Regions from separate parts of the Mus musculus genome. Here region 2 is linked to region 1. A link is a contact called in public Hi-C data. All regions are on one chromosome and are shown on one strand. The core of a region is the stretch at or near the end of the contact, and the rest is flanking DNA. Distances in the headings are between cores, read along the strand shown. Region 1 has its middle 34 kb from the start of Gm29676. Region 2 overlaps Jarid2 (jumonji, AT rich interactive domain 2).

Region 1 (3,576 bases), core at 477-2,976:
GCATACAGTTTTGAGTTGTATAAACCCTTATGGAACTCAAACCGACCCATAGATAAGCAATGCCAAGAAGCCACTATGTCACCTAGGGTGAGATAACAAGAAGAGAAGGTTTTGCTACCAGGGCCCAAGGCAGAGGTATGTCCCTGCAGAGGATCTGCCTGCTCACAAGGACCACATTGGCTCTCTGAGTGACAGCTAGCAAGGAGTATTTTAGCTTCCCCTTTCCTCTACAGTTATGGATCAAAGCTGGCTATAAAACATTCTGTGCTGTTGTTCTGAGGCTGATGCTGTGCCGTAGAAAGGAGCAGGTCTAAAATCACTGTGGCTACTATTTAACCTCAAGGCAATGCCCAGAATACCCAGATACCCCTGCAAGAATCACCACAGGAAGAAACGTTACATTTGTCACATGCATCCAATGTGACCTTGGGTCTCAGTGACCTCATCTTTCTCAAACTATTTTCCTGTACTTTCAGTTTCTCTTGAAGGAAACGCTGACATATCTGAATTACCGACATCCCTAGCTTGTGCTCTGGGAACATTATTAAGTAAAATAAGACTCATTTGAGCTCAGGCTCTGCAGCACCTAGAGTGTGAATGTGAGAACAGAGGCAGCTACCCAATGGCAATCAGGCAGGAAGCTCACACAGAGAGGGTACACTGAGCAAAGGAGACTTCCTGTCTCAGGCAGGACACGTGGGATTTTTGTTATGCTGCTCAATAAATGCACAATACAAAGCTGATGAATTGAGCCGGGCATGGTGCATACCTTTAATCCCAGCACTGAGAGGCTGAGGCAGGAGAAGCTCTGAGTTCAAGGCCAGCCTGTTCCACAGAGCAAGTTCCAGGACAGCTAGAGCAACGCAGAGAAACCCTGTCTCAAAGAGAAAAAGAAAGAGAGAGGGAGAGAGAGAAAGAGAGAGAAGGAGGAGGAGGAAGAAGAAAAGGAGGAGAGGAGGAAAGGGGAGGGGAGAGGAGGGGAGGGGAGGGGAGGGGAGGGGAGGAGAGGAGAGGAGAGGAGAGGAGAGGAGAGGAGAGGAGAGGAGAGGAGAGGAGAGGAGAGGAGAGGAGAGGAGAGGAGAGGAGAGGAGAGGAGAAAAAGCTTACAAGTTGATCCTGGGGGGTATAGATCTGGGGTTGAATGCCTGGCATTCACTAGACCCAGAATATGATCCCTATCAATGTGAAATAAAAAAAAAATTTTTTTAGTTCTTTCTAGAATTTTCCATTATTGGACTATGAATGATGGAGAAGGACTGGATTTTTTTTTCTGTAATTGCTCTAATAAAATGGGGCATGGTATCTGCCTCATTCTTGTCTCCACAGATATAGGAGTAAGCCCTTAGTGGTGGAATATTACCCAGTGCTCACAGGTTTAGAATCCAAGAAGATAGCCAAATTCTCAATTAGAATAACTCATTGTGGGTCTGTTCATGTTAAAGACAGCCAACCTTTATATTGTCAGGACTCATAAAAACAGGGTGAATTTCACTTTAAACAACAACAAAATCCCCACTCTCACTTAATCTAATGTATTGGGAGGAACATTTTCCCAACTTCCATTTGAGTTTAAAGGGCCTCATCCAAGCTGCTTCGGTTTCCTGCTCTCAACAGGGTAAGATCCAAAATACACAAGAACTGTCAAGCGAGCCAGGAAAATCACGTGCCCGCTCCTACAGTCTACCAAGCTGCCATTAGCAACAAGCTTTACTGCACGGGCTCGCCGACACCTCCCTCCCCTTCCCCATGGCTCGTTTCCACAGCTCTGCCTTCTCTAGCATGCCAGGTCAGTATTGAGGAGGAACCCAAACCACAAAGGACCAAAAAGCAAATATTTTTGCCCAGAGCTAATGTAACAAATTACACGCAAGATCTAAACTGCAAGAACCTTTTAAACGATGCGAGTCTACCCAAACATACAGCATCCCATTTGCCAAGACTTAAAAATTAAATTAAATCTCAGTGGAGGACCCCTCGGGGATTTATAGAACTAGGATTCTGGTCTCAACAGGGCTACAACGCTGGCTTTCTGTTGCCAGTCAATGTCCTGCATACATAAGAAACGAGCACATACGGGGCACACACAGCTTCATGCAAGACAGGTTTCTGTGCATGATCAGAGACTCATTTGCAATGGCTTCCAGCAAGTGCTCAGTTGCAGTCTGGAATGGTGCGTTCCGACTGCCACCTTGACTAAGTTGACATCACCGAGGGGGTACATCTTTGGTCATGTCAATGAGGACGTTTCCAGAAAGATCTAACTGAGGAAGGAAGGCCCACCCTAAGCTGGGCAACACCATGCCGTTGGCTGGAATCCCAAGACAAGAAAAGGGAAAAAGGAGAAAGCCAGCCAAGTTCCACTGTAGAGGGTGGTTCTGATGTTAAGATCCTATTCCCCAATTGGTTCGTGAATGATCAATAAAGATGCTCGGGGCTAATTGCTGGGCAGAAGGAAAGAGGCAGGACTTCTGGGTCCCCAGAGGCAGGTTAAGAGTCACTGGGGAGGAAGGGAGAATTTGGCTATGCTTCAGAAGGAGAAAAGGTGACACAGAGACTGTAGGCTGCTTCTCCAGGGAGGAGGTTAGAAACATTACTAAGCTGAGGGCAGATTTAGGATGCTGAGCTGGGACTAAAGTTAACTGAGCAATTGTGTGTCTGTGTGTGTCTGTGTGTGTCTGTGTGTGTCTGTGTGTGTCTGTGTCTGTGTTTCATCCACAGATCTGAAAGAACCTGGGTGGAGCCAGTAGAGTGGTCTGCCTGGGGCTTAAAGCAGGGTAGCAAAAACTGCATGCTACAGTCCACCATTCAGACCTCTTCTTCCACTCAGATGTAAGGCGTCCTGGCTACTTGCTTCTGTTATCACAGAGCCACCCACCACTGTGCTTTCCTGCCCTGATAGTCAAGAAGTTCTCAAACAATGGACTAAAAGCAACTCTTCCTGCCATGGATTGCTTCTGGTCAGGAACTTGGTCATAGTGACCAGCCAGTCAAGTAGCTAATACGGCTTTGCTGTGTCATATATATGACTAAGCAACCTGTTAATGGCAATCAGGTGAACACATAGAGCCGAAGCCACATTCTGTTTCTGCCAGAAGCAAGATTGCATCTGACTAGGGAAATAGGTGGTGTCACGTGTGGGGGTTTTCTGCTTCCTTGGTGAGCACCTTGGTAAGTTCAGAAGGGGAGCAGTACAAATGCCCAGTAGAAGCCTGATTCCAATTCCTAACTGGGAACACGGCATCTTTCAGAGTTAATGCTATCCTGTGGGAAGCCAGCTGATGGAAACGTTTGGACATGGCAACTTTAGAGAGAGTCACCACCTTGATGAGCATTTGTGGTTAGACACTGGAAACCAGCAGACCTATTGGATTGCGGCTGCCTTTACCCATGGCTGTATTACCTACCACTCAACCCAATTCTCTATTTCCTGCTCCTTCGATTGCGGCCGAATCCCTAAGCCGCAGAGTGGATGAAACTGAAGAAGCCCATTTAGAGAAAATAAATGCATCAGGGAAACCAGCCATGTAACTTTGGAGCCAATCAACCGCATCTGGCTTTGTTTTGCTCGCACACACT
Region 2 (3,576 bases), core at 524-3,023, 600 kb after region 1:
TTGCAACTTAGAAGGTGTAAGTCAGCTCAAGGGCTCCTTCCTGTCAGGGTGAGAGCAAGCTTGATAAGGCTTGGTGAGCTAGCTACCTGTGTGAAGAAAGGAGCTCTGGGCTGTGGAGAGAGGTTTTAGCTGTGTGAAGGGTTCGAAAAGGAAAAAAGTTTGACTTCTGTTCAATCTTCTTGCTGTGTGTGACCTTCTGCTCGCAATTGGTTTACAATGACCTCTATAGTTATAGCACAAAAGGCAGCTCTACTTGAGGGCTTGTACCTTTTGATCTCACCCAGCATTCTGGAGGCAGAGGCAGGCATGCCTTTGTGAATTAAAGGCCAGCCTGGTCTGCACGGTGAGACCCAGGCCATCCTGATCTATACGGTGAGACCCTGGTGAGACCCTGCCATAAAACAATTAAAAAAAAAGACCTACCAGTGTATTGGTGGGGACAAAGCAAGACACCCTCAAGGTTCCAGGGGCTAGCTGATGTCACTTAGCTGATGTCACTTAGCTTTTGGATTGCAGGAAGCAGATTGATGATTCTGAAGATGTCACCGGATGGTTCAGTTGAAAGGATATTAGGTTACGTAGTTATGAGTAAATAATGACTAGAAACTTAATCAGGAAATTTTAAGCAGGATGACCAATCTTACGAATCTTTAAAATCAGTGTAGTTTATTCAGGGAGATGGTTGCTGGTTCTGAATTTAGTAATGGATGGATAGGCATGGCTTGCAGCTCCACCTCCTGCATGCCTTAACTGGCCAGTTGCAAAGCAGCTCTGTAGTCTCCAAGTGTGTGCCTTCACATTTCTCTAAGGTCTTCTTGTGATATTCAGGTGGTTTTGGTCTTAGAATGTGACTACATTCAGATAGTCCAGGACATTAACCTTTATTGATACTATAAAGCAAACTGTATTCAATAGCAAATGCACTTTCAGTATTGAATTTGCGTCTTTTTCTGGGCTAGTGGCTCTCTATCCTGTCTTGTCTGGTGATGCTAGGAGTGAGTGTGAGCCCAGCAACCCACCAGCCTCCTGGCACTGAGAGATAACTGATGCCAACCAAGCTCTGCAGTATTAGATGCTGCAGCAGTTCAGTTTCTTCCTGACAGTACTTACTCTGATTACATGGGTTTTTCCATGACACAGTCCCCTTGTAAGCTGAGGAAACACAGTGTTACTTTTTCTGGTTCAGTTTTTGTCTTTTAGTATACTGTTGATAATCTTGGAAGGAAATTATCTTTTAAATTTTTTTTTTTTTTTTTTTTTTTTGAGACATCTCATTCTAGGTCAGGATGGCCTAGAACTGTCTGCTTAGCCCAAAGTGGTCTTCACTTTCGGGTTAGGGTTGTCTTGCTTCCTGAGTGTTAGTTTTAGGCTTGAGCCACGATGATCCGTTGCCTACAGTAGGTAGTTTTTGAATGGATTTTAAAAAACCAAGATATAGGAAATACATAGTTCCTAGGATATATTTGAAGTGTTTTCAATCGGGTTCATCATCACATTTCATGTCCTTGTGCATCTTGGTGCTGGCCATTTATTTCCCTGGAGAATGGTTGAGTTACATGGTAACTTACACAGTATTCACATCCCAAGTTACATGGTATGGTTCCTCTGTTCAAGGTAGTGACTTCCTTCTTCCCTTCTCTTCCTTTTCTAGTTTTCAATGGCTCCAGTAGGTCAGCACGGGAGAAAGAGCCTGCTCACAAACACAGAAGCAAAGAGGCCACTCCGGGGAAGGAGAAGCACAGCGAGCCCAGGGCAGACAGCCGGAGAGAACAGGCTTCAGGGGCTCAGCCCACGGCCGCCTCGGCTGCGGCTTCCTCTGCCAAGGGACTTGCTGCCAACCACCAACCTCCCCCTTCGCATCGGTCTGCTCAGGACTTACGGAAACAGGTAACCCTCAGTGAGGGCCTTTCTAGTGTCCCACAGAAGGCCCAGTTTATTAATCAAGGTGAATTCAGGCTGACCGAGCTGGAAAAGTAGAGCATGATTGGACAGAGATCACATGAGGTGTCTCTCTTACCCTGGGAGGATCCAGATCTGGCCTCCCTTTCTTTCCTGGATAGCTTGAGCTTACACAGTATTCACATACCAAGTGCTGCTCCCCCTCCAATCATTGCTCCTCTTCTCTTCTGAGAGGGCACCTCCCATCCCCTTCCTAGCTCATCAAGTCTGTGCTGGATTAGGCACATATTTCCCACTGAGGGCATCCAAGGCAGCCAAGGATACTGAGCTGAATACTACACAGCTTAGTTTTGTGCATGAGATAAAATGGATGGAGACTAAAGATAGACTAGTTTCTAGTGAAGCAGGCATATAAAATATTATTTCCTTGTCTTTGTGTAAAATTATACACTAATGCACAACACAGGTCATCCTTTCATAATTTTATTTTTATTTTATGTGAATTTGTGTTTTGCCTGCATGTATACATGTTAGGGTCTCAAATACCCTGGAAGTAGATCCTGGGAATTGAACCTGGGTCCTCTTGAAGAATGTCAGTGCTCTTAACCACTGAGCCATCTCTTCTGCTCCTAACACAGGCCACCTTAAGACTAGAAATTAGATTTGTGTTTCAAATTAGTTGTGTATCCAGATTATTTACTTCTTGTTCCAGTGATTCATGAAGTGTCTCATAATCAAGGATACATGGTTTATTTTACATTTACCTAGGAACATTGCTGCTCCTCTCCATTAATCGTGTCTCTTCTTCGGCACTCCATATCTCAGCAGTAATGAGTGTCATTATGGAAGTAGCTTGGGGGTGTAGAGCAAGTACCATTTGGCCTGGGGTGTCTTTGCCCACTGTTCCATGGTGGTTACATACTAGCTGATCTATATCAGAGTCTAGGGTATTGGAGGGAGGCAAGTCGTCTATTGCTGTTACAAGAGATTCCATGACCAAAGCAACTCTTAAAATAAAAGCTTCTAATTTGGGTGCTTCTAGCTATAGAGGATTAATCCCTCTTCATCATTACAGGGATCATGGTTGCAGACAGCCACAAGGCACTGACGAAGCACAGCCTGTTTCTCAGGCAGTAGGCAGAGAGAATGGCACTGGGACTGGCATTGGCTTTTGATATTCAAAGTCTTTCCCCATTCACACACCTAGTCCAACAGAGCTACCTCTTAAACCTTCCCAACAGTCTACCAACTCTGGATCAAATATTCAAATAGATGAGCCTATAGGGCCATTTTCACCACAGAAGCCACAATGGAGTGAACTCCTAGCACCTGTGTGCTGCCAGGTTTGAATCCTGCAGATACTGAAAGAATCTTTCTTACAAGTCAGTCAGAGCTGATAACTTTGACCTTCACATTTGAATTTTACTATGACCCTGATCTCCCTGAGTCTTAGAGACTTCACCTTCTTAGCTCTGTTGTCGAATATGAGGTTATGCCACAGGGACATTGAGAAATGAAAGAATAAATGGGTGACCATCAGATAGTGCTCTGGAAATAAGATTACTACAGCAAACTATAGCTTCTGATATACACGATGGTATTCAAGTGTCTGAAGGATACTCTGACCTTTACTGTCAGACTTGATTGTAGGAAATGTTTGGGTGTAGGCTATGATTT

Evidence for each region. A called contact is a pair of places that touch in the nucleus more often than the background predicts.
Region 2: a contact with region 1 is called in a Hi-C map of cerebellar granule neurons, with 2.0 times the contacts expected there. The contact joins two enhancer-like sites. A contact is called at or near these places in 2 of 484 Hi-C or Micro-C datasets (brain and cerebellar granule neurons).

The regions. Positions count from the first base shown.
Region 1 is chr13:44,292,250-44,295,825 of GRCm38.p6, forward strand. No RefSeq gene overlaps it. Among named protein-coding and RNA genes, the nearest start is that of Gm29676, 34 kb to the left of the region's middle. Within about 2 kb of position 1,727, at least 53 of the 459 cell types and tissues checked have an H3K27ac peak or open chromatin away from gene starts, as enhancers often do. A contact at or near this core is called in cerebellar granule neurons, where this site is marked.
Region 2 is chr13:44,894,603-44,898,178 of GRCm38.p6, forward strand. Jarid2 (jumonji, AT rich interactive domain 2) reads left to right here. Exons shown (of 18, transcript NM_001205043.1): 6 at 1,652-1,887. Among named protein-coding and RNA genes, the nearest start is that of Dtnbp1, 110 kb to the right of the region's middle. Within about 2 kb of position 1,774, at least 5 of the 459 cell types and tissues checked have an H3K27ac peak or open chromatin away from gene starts, as enhancers often do. A contact at or near this core is called in cerebellar granule neurons, where this site is marked.